2 separate regions of the Rattus norvegicus genome follow, and region 2 is linked to region 1. A link is a contact called in public Hi-C data. All regions are on one chromosome and are shown on one strand. The core of a region is the stretch at or near the end of the contact, and the rest is flanking DNA. Distances in the headings are between cores, read along the strand shown. Region 1 holds the start of Tfpi (tissue factor pathway inhibitor). Region 2 has its middle 56 kb from the start of Ctnnd1.

The links. Hi-C and Micro-C count contacts between places; a contact is called where the count stands out from the background.
Region 2: a contact with region 1 is called in a Hi-C map of frontal cortex, with 1.6 times the contacts expected there. The contact joins the enhancer-like site here to the promoter of Tfpi in region 1. A contact is called at or near these places in 7 of 12 Hi-C or Micro-C datasets (the A7r5 cell line, Schwann cells, frontal cortex and 3 more).

What each region holds. Positions count from the first base shown.
Region 1 is chr3:89,978,198-89,982,966 of GRCr8, forward strand. It overlaps Tfpi (tissue factor pathway inhibitor), which reads right to left and starts at 2,527. Exons shown (of 8, transcript NM_017200.1): 1 at 2,442-2,527.
Region 2 is chr3:90,082,769-90,087,905 of GRCr8, forward strand. No RefSeq gene overlaps it. Among named protein-coding and RNA genes, the nearest start is that of Ctnnd1, 56 kb to the right of the region's middle. Within about 2 kb of position 3,598, at least 12 of the 93 cell types and tissues checked have an H3K27ac peak or open chromatin away from gene starts, as enhancers often do.

The DNA.
Region 1 (4,769 bases), core at 1,277-3,776:
TACCCAGAGATATTGGGGAAGAAGGGAATGATGCTCAGGAGAGATACACGGTTTAACAAGAGAAGATACAAAAGTTTTGTAAGAATGTAGACATATTTTTGTCATTCTTTAAATTTTTAAATATTATTCTGGTCATCTTCTTTGTCGGTTATTGAAGCAGTGATTAATTGACACTCTCCACAATCATTATGATCGTAGATCATCTCACCAAGGCTAGCCTATGCCTATCCAAAGATCAAATCTTCAATCTACACTTATCCATCATGGTGATTGGTGATTGATTTAGATGTCAGTATATGATAATCTCTGTCTAGGGAAGTGGTTCTCAACCTTCCTAATGCTGTGGCCCATTAATAAGTCTCCTCATGATATGGCAGTCCCCAACCATAAGATTATTTCATTGCTACTTCATAACTAATTTTGCTACTGTTATGAATCATAATATGTAGTATGCGACCCCAGGATCATGGTCCGGTCCACAGATTGAGAAACACTGGTCTAGGGGGAATCTGTGTGTATTTATTTTATCTTGCTGGGTTGAAGATAGGGTGTTTTTAAAAAAAAAAAAAAAGATCCTTCATCCAAGTGCATTATCTGACGTCATACCTGTGACTCAAACAGCTGCCATATGATATTAAGAAAGATGGCTCTAAGTAATTTGATTTGCTGTAAATGATGAGAATGTTCTGGAAAGAGCCTGAACTCATGCTGAGGTAACCAGTCTTGAAATATCCTGCCTCTGTGTTTTGAGTACTGGGGGCTAATAACTGGCCCCATTAATTTAAGCTTCTACCGAGTATGGTTATTTTTTTCCTTTGGGGAACAAAATATAACTGGGCAATTGTTTTTGCTTTCATAAACAAGCTATTAACCAATTGTAAAAAAGCGTGTTTAGTTAGATGATGTTTAAGGCAATGAAACAATTAATACCATATAGCTTACAAAGCCTAGAGAAGTCTTCTTTAACTGTGTTGCAAGCCACTGAGATAACACAGCCTTAAAGGCCCTTGTTACACAAATACTGCAGTCTAAATTAATCCACTGAACTTAGGCAAAGGAGGAACGAGAGACTAAACTCCATAAGTTGATCTGTTTTACTTTTTGTTGTTTTCCGAGGCAAGGTTTCTCTGTGTAGCCTGGCTGTCCTGGAACTCCATACACCAGACTAACCTTGAACTCAGAGATCTGGCCACACCCAGTTGATCATATTTTTAAAGATTCCCCAGACCAAAAATTAAGTATGGGGAGCAATGAAACAAACCATTTTGGAGCATTTGAATATTAGAACACAGAGTGGTTTTTAAATAAAACAGAAATTAAAGCACACATGACCTTCCCAGCATGACTCCTGACTCTGGCCCATCTACTTACTGAGAGATTGACCAGACCAACAGTGACTCTTGTTTTGAATTTGGCTCTAGTTACAGGGGGTGTAATTTTCTGGAGAATTGCTCAATATAAAATTCCCTGATTTCATAATATATCCATATTCGAAACTGTAACCATTTTAATGAATAATTTTTTCTTGTAGGTGCAAAAGTAATTGACACCAATGGTTTTATAAAACAAATAAAGCTCCTCGTGGAATAAAGACACTAAAATCTTTAGATCGTGTGGCTCTAACCCCTTATTCATAATATAAAAAGTAAAGAATGGACCAGGCAGTGGTGGCCGCAGACTTTTAATCCAAGCACTTGGGGAGGCAGAGGCAAGCGGATCTCTGAGTTCAAAGCCAGCTTGGTCTGCAGATCGAGTTCCAGGACAGCCAGGGCTACACAGAGAGAAACCCTGTCTCGAAAAACAAAAGCAAGACACAAAGTAAAAATGGGAATCACCTTGTGGGGAGAAAAAATAGTTATGTTACTACAAAACAACATTTACAAAACAAAGATGTTAAAAAGATTAAAAACTTTAATGAAGGTATGGTCATTCAGTGCGTACTCCTAGAGATGAAGGAATTCATAAGCATCTAAAATATTACGGCATATTTTAGAGGTATACCAAGCCTTAGAAGACTTAGAAACCAATTCGGGGGTGGGAGGGAATATCTGGACCACAGCGTCTCTTATCCGCGGCTAGTCTCACGATAGACCAGGCTGACTGAAACTCGCAGATCCTCCTCCCTCTGCCTCAGAGGGCTAGCATTACAGGAGCGCCACTGCATCTGGACTTCTGTTTGAGGTTGTGATGCGAGCAAGGGATAACAGCTCCTGAGGGTGAGCAGGCACGGTAAATGGCCCTGTGAGAACGCCCCTGCAGGGCGCCAGGACTGCCTATGCAGAGGTCTGCTTCCTGCTTCTGTGCCACCTCCTGAATGAGCCACTTCTGCCTGGAAGCTACAGTAACTGTGTGACCGACACTGAGCAACGCACCTGGACACGTTGCGGTTGGGCCACCTGGACTCGGCGGCGCAGCACCGCCATCTCCCTTGGATTTCTTACCTTGATGAGTCAGTCGTCCTCAAAAGAGATCTGGAGATGAGATCCCAAAATTATACGGTCTTCAGAAGAAATCCGGAGACAGGTCCGAAAATGATACAGTCTAAAAAATAATCGAATTTAGGGGTCTTAATTGGGTTCAGTTTCTCTGGCGGTTAAAGAAATAAAAGGCAGGAAAAGTTAGAGAGTTAATAGGTATCAAAGAGAAATCTCGAGCACCGCGGACGGAACCAGCAGTTACAGGAAAGCGTCTGCTTAGGGTGAGGAACACACTCACGCATCGGACACACCGAGAAAAGGATCCTCTGTAAAGCAGAGAGGGTGCTCGTCGGGAAGCCGAAAACCCCAGTCTCTTCTCTCTGAGTCCTGAGGTTTTAAAGCATCTGAAGAGCCTTCCTCCCCCACTTTAGGGCTGGTCACTTTGAGGTTGATTGGTCCAAAACTACGAAACTATGAAACTATGTGACCTGTCCTCAACAGGCCTTGAACTTGTTGAGCCAGTTCCCCATAGGGATTCTCCCCTTGAGGCTTTCGTCTCAAAGTCAGTAGGTGAAGAAGCTAGCCACGGCCTCTCTCCCTATCTGGTGCCTACCAGGAAGTCTGCACAGCTTTTACCCTAATAGACAACAATACCAGCTTCTGGTAACAGGAAAGATGGGCCGCCACGGACGCCACCTGGAGCTTGCTTCAAGTGTGGCAAAGGACTGCCCCAAGGCTCACCCCAGGCCTGGGTCCTGCCCAACTGTGGGGTTGACTGCCCTACTCTGTCTCTCCAAGTAGTTTTCCCAAGTCCCACGAGAAAATCTCTTAGAACTTCTGGGTCTGGTGGCTGAGGGCTGATTGCTGCCCATTGTGGTAACTGAAGACTTAACACTGCCCTGTATGGCTGCAAAACTCTTTTAACCTCTGCCCACAACAAAGCCATCAAGATCGCTCTACTGGCTGTCCAGGTAGCTGGTAAATCTGTCATTCTTAATTGACACAGAGGCCATTTGGTTTACACTTCCTGCTCAGATTTATCCTCAGGTCTCTGTGGTGATGTTGACTACGTGCTTTATCAGTTTAGGAGCAGCACAGTAGCCTTAGTCAGCCTCTCCCCTCACGGATATAGCCGCCTAGTCAGACCATTTCCTACTTAAAATAAGGCCTGGCCTTTCCCAGAGCTTAGGCCTCCAGCTGAGAAAGGCAAGCTCCCAGACACGTTTACCTTGCTGACAGGCTTCCGGCTGAGAAAGATAAACTCACAAAAACAGATTTCAACATAAAAGCAAACTCTAGCTGTCCGTGCTATTACCCAAAACTTGCTTTTTACTATTCCTTTATTCAAAAGAGCTTGCCTTTCAATGACCTTGTTTAGTAATCAAACACCTATGCCTCATAGTATTAGATATTTCCAGATAAAAAGAAAAGGTTTAAAGTTTATGCGAGTTACAAAGGCCTGAGGAAGGGATTCAAAGTATGTGAAAATGATTTAAAGTATGTGAAAAACAAGACTTAAAGATGACATCCGATGTGAGGACATCAAGGTTTGCTCGGTGGAGTTCTGATATGTTCATCTAGCCCTGATAAAACACTGGCTACTAAACTTTTTAAAAACATTATCAAAGTCACAGGCTCAAAAATTTTTAATTTCCTTCCTTTGTTTTCTAAATACAGTCTTAAAGGAGCTTCTCGTTGTTCTAAAAATCCTTTCTGCCCCTTTTTCTTCCCTGCCAAGAAATCTCTGTCTTATTACAGGTAAATAAATGTCCGTGCTTCTTTTATGCCAATAACTTTTCAAGCTTTGCTTTTCTTTGGCTCTAAGGTCTATTCCCGCTGTCTGTAGACATTTGTTAACTGCTTTTCTACAATGAGTACTTTAGTGCAGAATACAGACAGTAGTCATGCTGTCTAAAACGTAAACCTCGTTCTATGCTTAAAACAATTCATGTAAACTTCAGGGGCTCCATCTGTCACTGGCCAAAAATACTAGAGGATCCCTTGCCATTGGTGAGCCAATGTAATTGTTCCCTCAGCAAACAAGATCCTGTCCCCCACTCCCCCACCCCAACCCCATCGCACCCTTCAACTCGGAATTCCAGCCTTCCCACACTGCTAGGACAACCCTCCTCATCTAAGAAGCAGCTACAGAAGACAGACACCGCATCACCCTTTATCATCAACAAAAGGCTGGAATGTTAGTTCTCTCAGCTGTCCAAATATACAGAAATGAGCTCAAGCTGGACTATAGAAAGATTTCTGGAGGATAAATAAAAGCCACCATTCCTCGGGAACTTTGAAAGCAGTTCCCATCTGCCAAATGTAGTCCTTTCCCTTACCTCTGGCAGAAGT
Region 2 (5,137 bases), core at 2,348-4,847, 110 kb after region 1:
AAATATGAAGCAGGGAAAGAACATGTATTATAAAGCACAGCCGTAGGGTTAGTTTGTATTACATGTTTATGTCATTGCCTCCTATACAGGGTTGGCGTAGAGTAAATGTCAGTATATACAAAGGACTTTAAAAAGTGTCCTACAGAAAGAGCACTAGCAGGGTGTGTGGGTACAGGCATGTAAGCCCAGCTACTGGACAGGACTCAGGAGGAGGATCACAACTGCAACTTAGTGATGCTCTACCTCAGAAGTGAACATGTGGACATGACTCAATGATAGAGCGCTTGCCTAGAACAATCAAGGCCTCAAGGTCAAGCCCAGAGTGGGAGGGAAAGGGGCAGGGGAAAAGAGGATAAAGGAGAAGGGGAAAGAAGGAAGAGATGTGGAGGGAAAAAGAGGGGGGAGGGGAAGGGAGAGGGGAAGGAGAGGGGAAGGAGAGGGGAAGGAGAGGGGAAGGAAAGGGGAGTTACTAACATATTACATATACCTTGAATCAAATCTTTTAAAAAATATGCCCCAGTGGTCTAAGCTATCATTACCTCTTGCCCCAAATCATGCAGCTTCCTGCCATTGGTTACACAATCTTTCCTACTCTACACTGTTCCCTGTAACAGTGATCTAGTAACAACTTCAAACTCTTTCTCTGGCTCTCTTAAAGACAAGGGCCTGTGCTCATGATAACCTTTATAGCCAGAATAGGTTCTAGCATATAGCAATGTACTTAACAAATACATGTAGCTTTTATGTGACTTCATACAACCAAATCTTTTCATAGCTCTCATAGGCTCTGTATGCAGATTTCTTCCTTACCTCCCAAGGATAAACCTTGGTATTTGCAAAAAAGAAAAAAGGAAAAAAAGGTCTCCATCACATTCAAAAAGGCTATCATCAAAAGTACTAGACTTAATGGATGCTTCCACCTGGCCTTGCGTTCCCTAACTTAAAAATAATTTCTGAAAAAAAAATAATTTAGGCACAAATCATTTCTAATAGACATTTAGAATAGGACCTAGATGAGAGAAGTGTAACTATCCATCAAATAATTAATGAACATCTTATCCTGATCTGGGAACTGGACATGTACACTAATTGTCATTTTGGGTTGCCCTTGAAATAATCCTTTAAGTAGTTAGACATAACTTACTTAGCAAAATAATCATCTAATTAATTTAAACAAATACATACACATGTACAGATATATATATAATTGCAGAGAGAACTATCCAATGATAGGTATAATAAAGTTAATATGCCAGCTGTGTTGGCTCATGCCTGAAATCATAGCACTAAAGAAACTAAGGTAGGAGGGTTATTGTGAGTTCAAGACCAGACTGGGCTATCTCAAAATAGTAGCAGTAATAATAAAAGCAACAACATACTTGGTACATGCCAATTACAGTTTAAGTGCCATTCCATTCATAATCTCATTTTATTTTCACTGTATGTACATATTAGGCTCCATGACGAGAGGCACAAAAGATTAAGAAATCTCCCAGAGAGAACTGGGCATATGACTCCTTAGTAAGTGTGACTGCTTAGCATATACAAGGCTGAAGGCTCAACCCCCAGAACTGAGTAAAAGAAGCATAAGACAGGCAGGCAGGCAGGCGCGCGCGCGCGCGTGCGCGCGCGCGCACACACACACACACACACACACACACACACACACACACACACAGCTATGACAGTGAGAATTGGAATTCAGGAAGCCAAGCACCGGAGCCCAAGCTTGCTGCTGAGTTGTTTTTACACATTGTCATTCTGAATGACCTCAAAGACCCCAAGCTTGATCTGACACTAGTCTCAAAAAAGAGCAATCAGCATTTGAGTAAGGCATATATATATATATATATATATATATATATATATGTGTGTGTGTGTGTGTGTGTGTGTGTGTGTGTGTGTGCTATATATAGCACATCTGGAGCCGCTGTAAAACCTAAGCTATGCACCCTGTAAGTAGGAGTGGAACTAGGCTGTAAGGAGTGTCTACTGGAAATGTGTCCCCTGATGATAGACCAGCTGCCTTTCAATTTTTCAGCTAATGGCCCTGAGAAAGATCCTGCAGCCCAGGAAATGATGAATGGTGCTCAAATGAGCTGGGACAGCATGATGCTCCTTCTTGGCTCTCCTACCCCAAAGGTAGCAGTCTCTGTACACAGAAGGTACATCTCACAAGTGAGGAAGTGCTGGCTCAAGTTCCGACTCTCAGCATCCATGTTATATCCAGTTATCCATCTCCCCAGCATTAGAGGATGGAGATAGTTGCATCCCAGGAGCTTGTTGGCCAGCCAATCAGTAAGCTTCAAGTTCAGAGAGACTTCCCCCCGAAATAGAGATCAATAGAAGATATTAGAAGTTGGCCTCTGGCCTTCATGTGTACACACATATGAACACATACATGCATACATACAAGTAACACTTTAAAAGAAAGCATACCTCCATCCTGTCATTGGGCAGCCTATAGTTTTAGTTAAGCCCTACTTTGGATCATGCCCTATTAGAATATGGGGAAAGCTACTCAAGATTTTTATAATGTCGGCAATTTATAAAATGAGGCAGCAAGACTTAAAGCATTGGATCCTACCCTTGTGTTTAAGCTAACATAACTCACATGGTAGCTACTGAAGCTTTACTCAAATTACTTTGTCCTTTTGGAGACTTCAAGACTTCTTCCCTGTCTCTACACTTGCTTCCTGCTCTTGCTCTGCTCACTTGTTGCATGCTAACCCCAGCACTGGGATGACATACACTCCTCCTCTATTGCTGCAGCCTTTAAGCCTAGCTCATTCTATTGGATGAAGTAGCAACTACAGCTTCCCTTCTGCTTTTGCCTTTTCTTTAGAAGACACATGTTCTATTTCCATTCTTCAACAGGTACAGCTAATATGGACACGTTTCACAAAAGTTTTGAACAGTGTCCTTACTTTTTTCCCATATAGAATTATCCTCCATCACCCTTTCAACTTCCATGTCATTGTCCAGCATTCTTATCCACTCCTAATTACATGCTGTAAGGCTTACATCATCTACCGGGGCTTTGTTTAGTAGGCCTTCTGACCACTGGAGCCCACTGACCCTAATCTTTCTTCTTATAGTCTGTGCTCATGCCAACATCTGAAGTAATTAAGGGCTGGTTTATGCATCTCCTACTGCCATTTCCACTGCTCTTTTACTACTGTGTCTAGCTTAAGGACCTGGCCAAAGGTTATGGGAGTTGTGTCTGAATCTTCAGAAGAAATGCTCTGGCTTCTCGAAATCACCTAGAGGTATGACCAATGAAGTACCACTGCAGAGTCCCTGTTTACTGGTTTGTGGGTCACACAGGTAGTCAAAAGTTGGACTGCAAATTATCAAGATCAGTACAACAAAGGTCTCCCCCAATAGAGTATTTGTCGTTGCTTAATAGGCATGCCTGCTCTTTATGAGGTTGGTTCTCTTTGCACATTTACGTGGGTTCCAAGGACTGAACTTGGATCACAAGGTTTGCATAACAGACCATCTGGTCCTGAGTGTTTAATTCATCTCTATGCTAAGCATTCTGTGGACTCCTTCCTTCGCATTTTCCCACATTCCTTAGAAGTCTAAGGTATGCTGTACTTGGCAACCACTCTGTGCAAGGCTAGTTTTATCAGATCCTTGCAAGGATCCCTTCTTGGCTTTGTTTCATCAGCCTTATTTTGTGCCTCTTCAGCAATGTTTAGAGTTCTCTTTTCTAATATACAGCTGGATGTGGCTCAGTGATAGTGTTTGCCCACCATGTGCAAAGCCCTCAATTCAATCCCTACTTCCTTCCATGGAAAGCATTTTCAGGGAATCGAATCCACATCATCTTTCCAAAAGCAGAGCCTAAATAGTTAAAAAGGCTCCACACCGATCCTAAAACAAGAACTGAGATGAAAACAAGGAGAACCAAAGGGATGGGAAAGAGATGAGAAGCGCATCAAGAAAACAAATTTAGTCTGAAAATGACAAAAATGAAAGAACACAAAAAGATGAAGACAAGAAGCACAGGACAAGATCATGACTGAAACATGAACAGGGAACCCATATTCTCCCTCCTGGGGCACACTTCAGCATCTGGACTGCTTGTTGTCAGCACTAAAGATGATAATCAGGGAATGGCAGCAAGACAAGTATAATAATACTAGAAAGACTAGTTGTCACAAGCCTACGAAAATGCTTCAAATTCTTCCAATCATAGGAGCATGGGCAGAACTCTCAACACAGTTCACTCATGGCTTTTGACCCTGTCACTGCACACTACATAAAAACTCAAAATTGTCACAATGATGCAGACAGACCCTTAACAGCAATGAACTACTGTCTCCAGCTTTTCTTTCTTTCTACGTCTGCCAGTAATCCTGGCTGGAACAGCTGAAGAACCTGTTTTAAGGGACAAACTCAAAAAGTCTATCCTATGAAAAAGCAGTTTGCTTTAGGCAGTATCTTTCTTCCATGTTTGTTTTCTTGATCTCCTTGGCTTTGAACAACGGAACCACTTGCTCCCTAGTTGAAGTACCCTGTAGTTCATTAATTCATAATCCAGGACATGCTTTCTGCCTTAAAAGGCACCATATTCAGGGTCTGCCTGGGAATTGCCTCGATGATTTACAGGGTAGAGAAGTACTAGAACTTAGCCTCAGGCCCAGCCTTGGTGCTTCCTCGACTGTTCCCTTTTATGAATTATTACTCACTACTATTACCAAGAGTTAGCCAGTCATTCTGGGGTCCATACGGAAAATAAGCAAGTGTCCTAGGGTTTCAAGTTAGATAGCCACCTACATTAACCATAAAACCTATGTCACTTTACAGGGATAAGATTCCTGAGACCAACTTGTGAATCAATTTCCAAAGTGAAATGCAGGAATTTATTGTGGTATTGATATAGTACTCGTGATCTTGTGCCATAGGCAGTTAATCTACCTCAGAGATATAGGCCCATTCCAAGGGGCTATGGGAGAATTGATCTTTTTATTTTCTGAGATAAGAATCTGACAATGTAGCCCAGGATGGTGTCAAACTTGTAGCAATCCTCCTGTTTTGGCTTCCCAAATGCTACAATTACAGGCATGTTTTACTATACCCAGTTTTGGAATATATAATTTCAACCAACAGTACAGTTAATTCTTATATA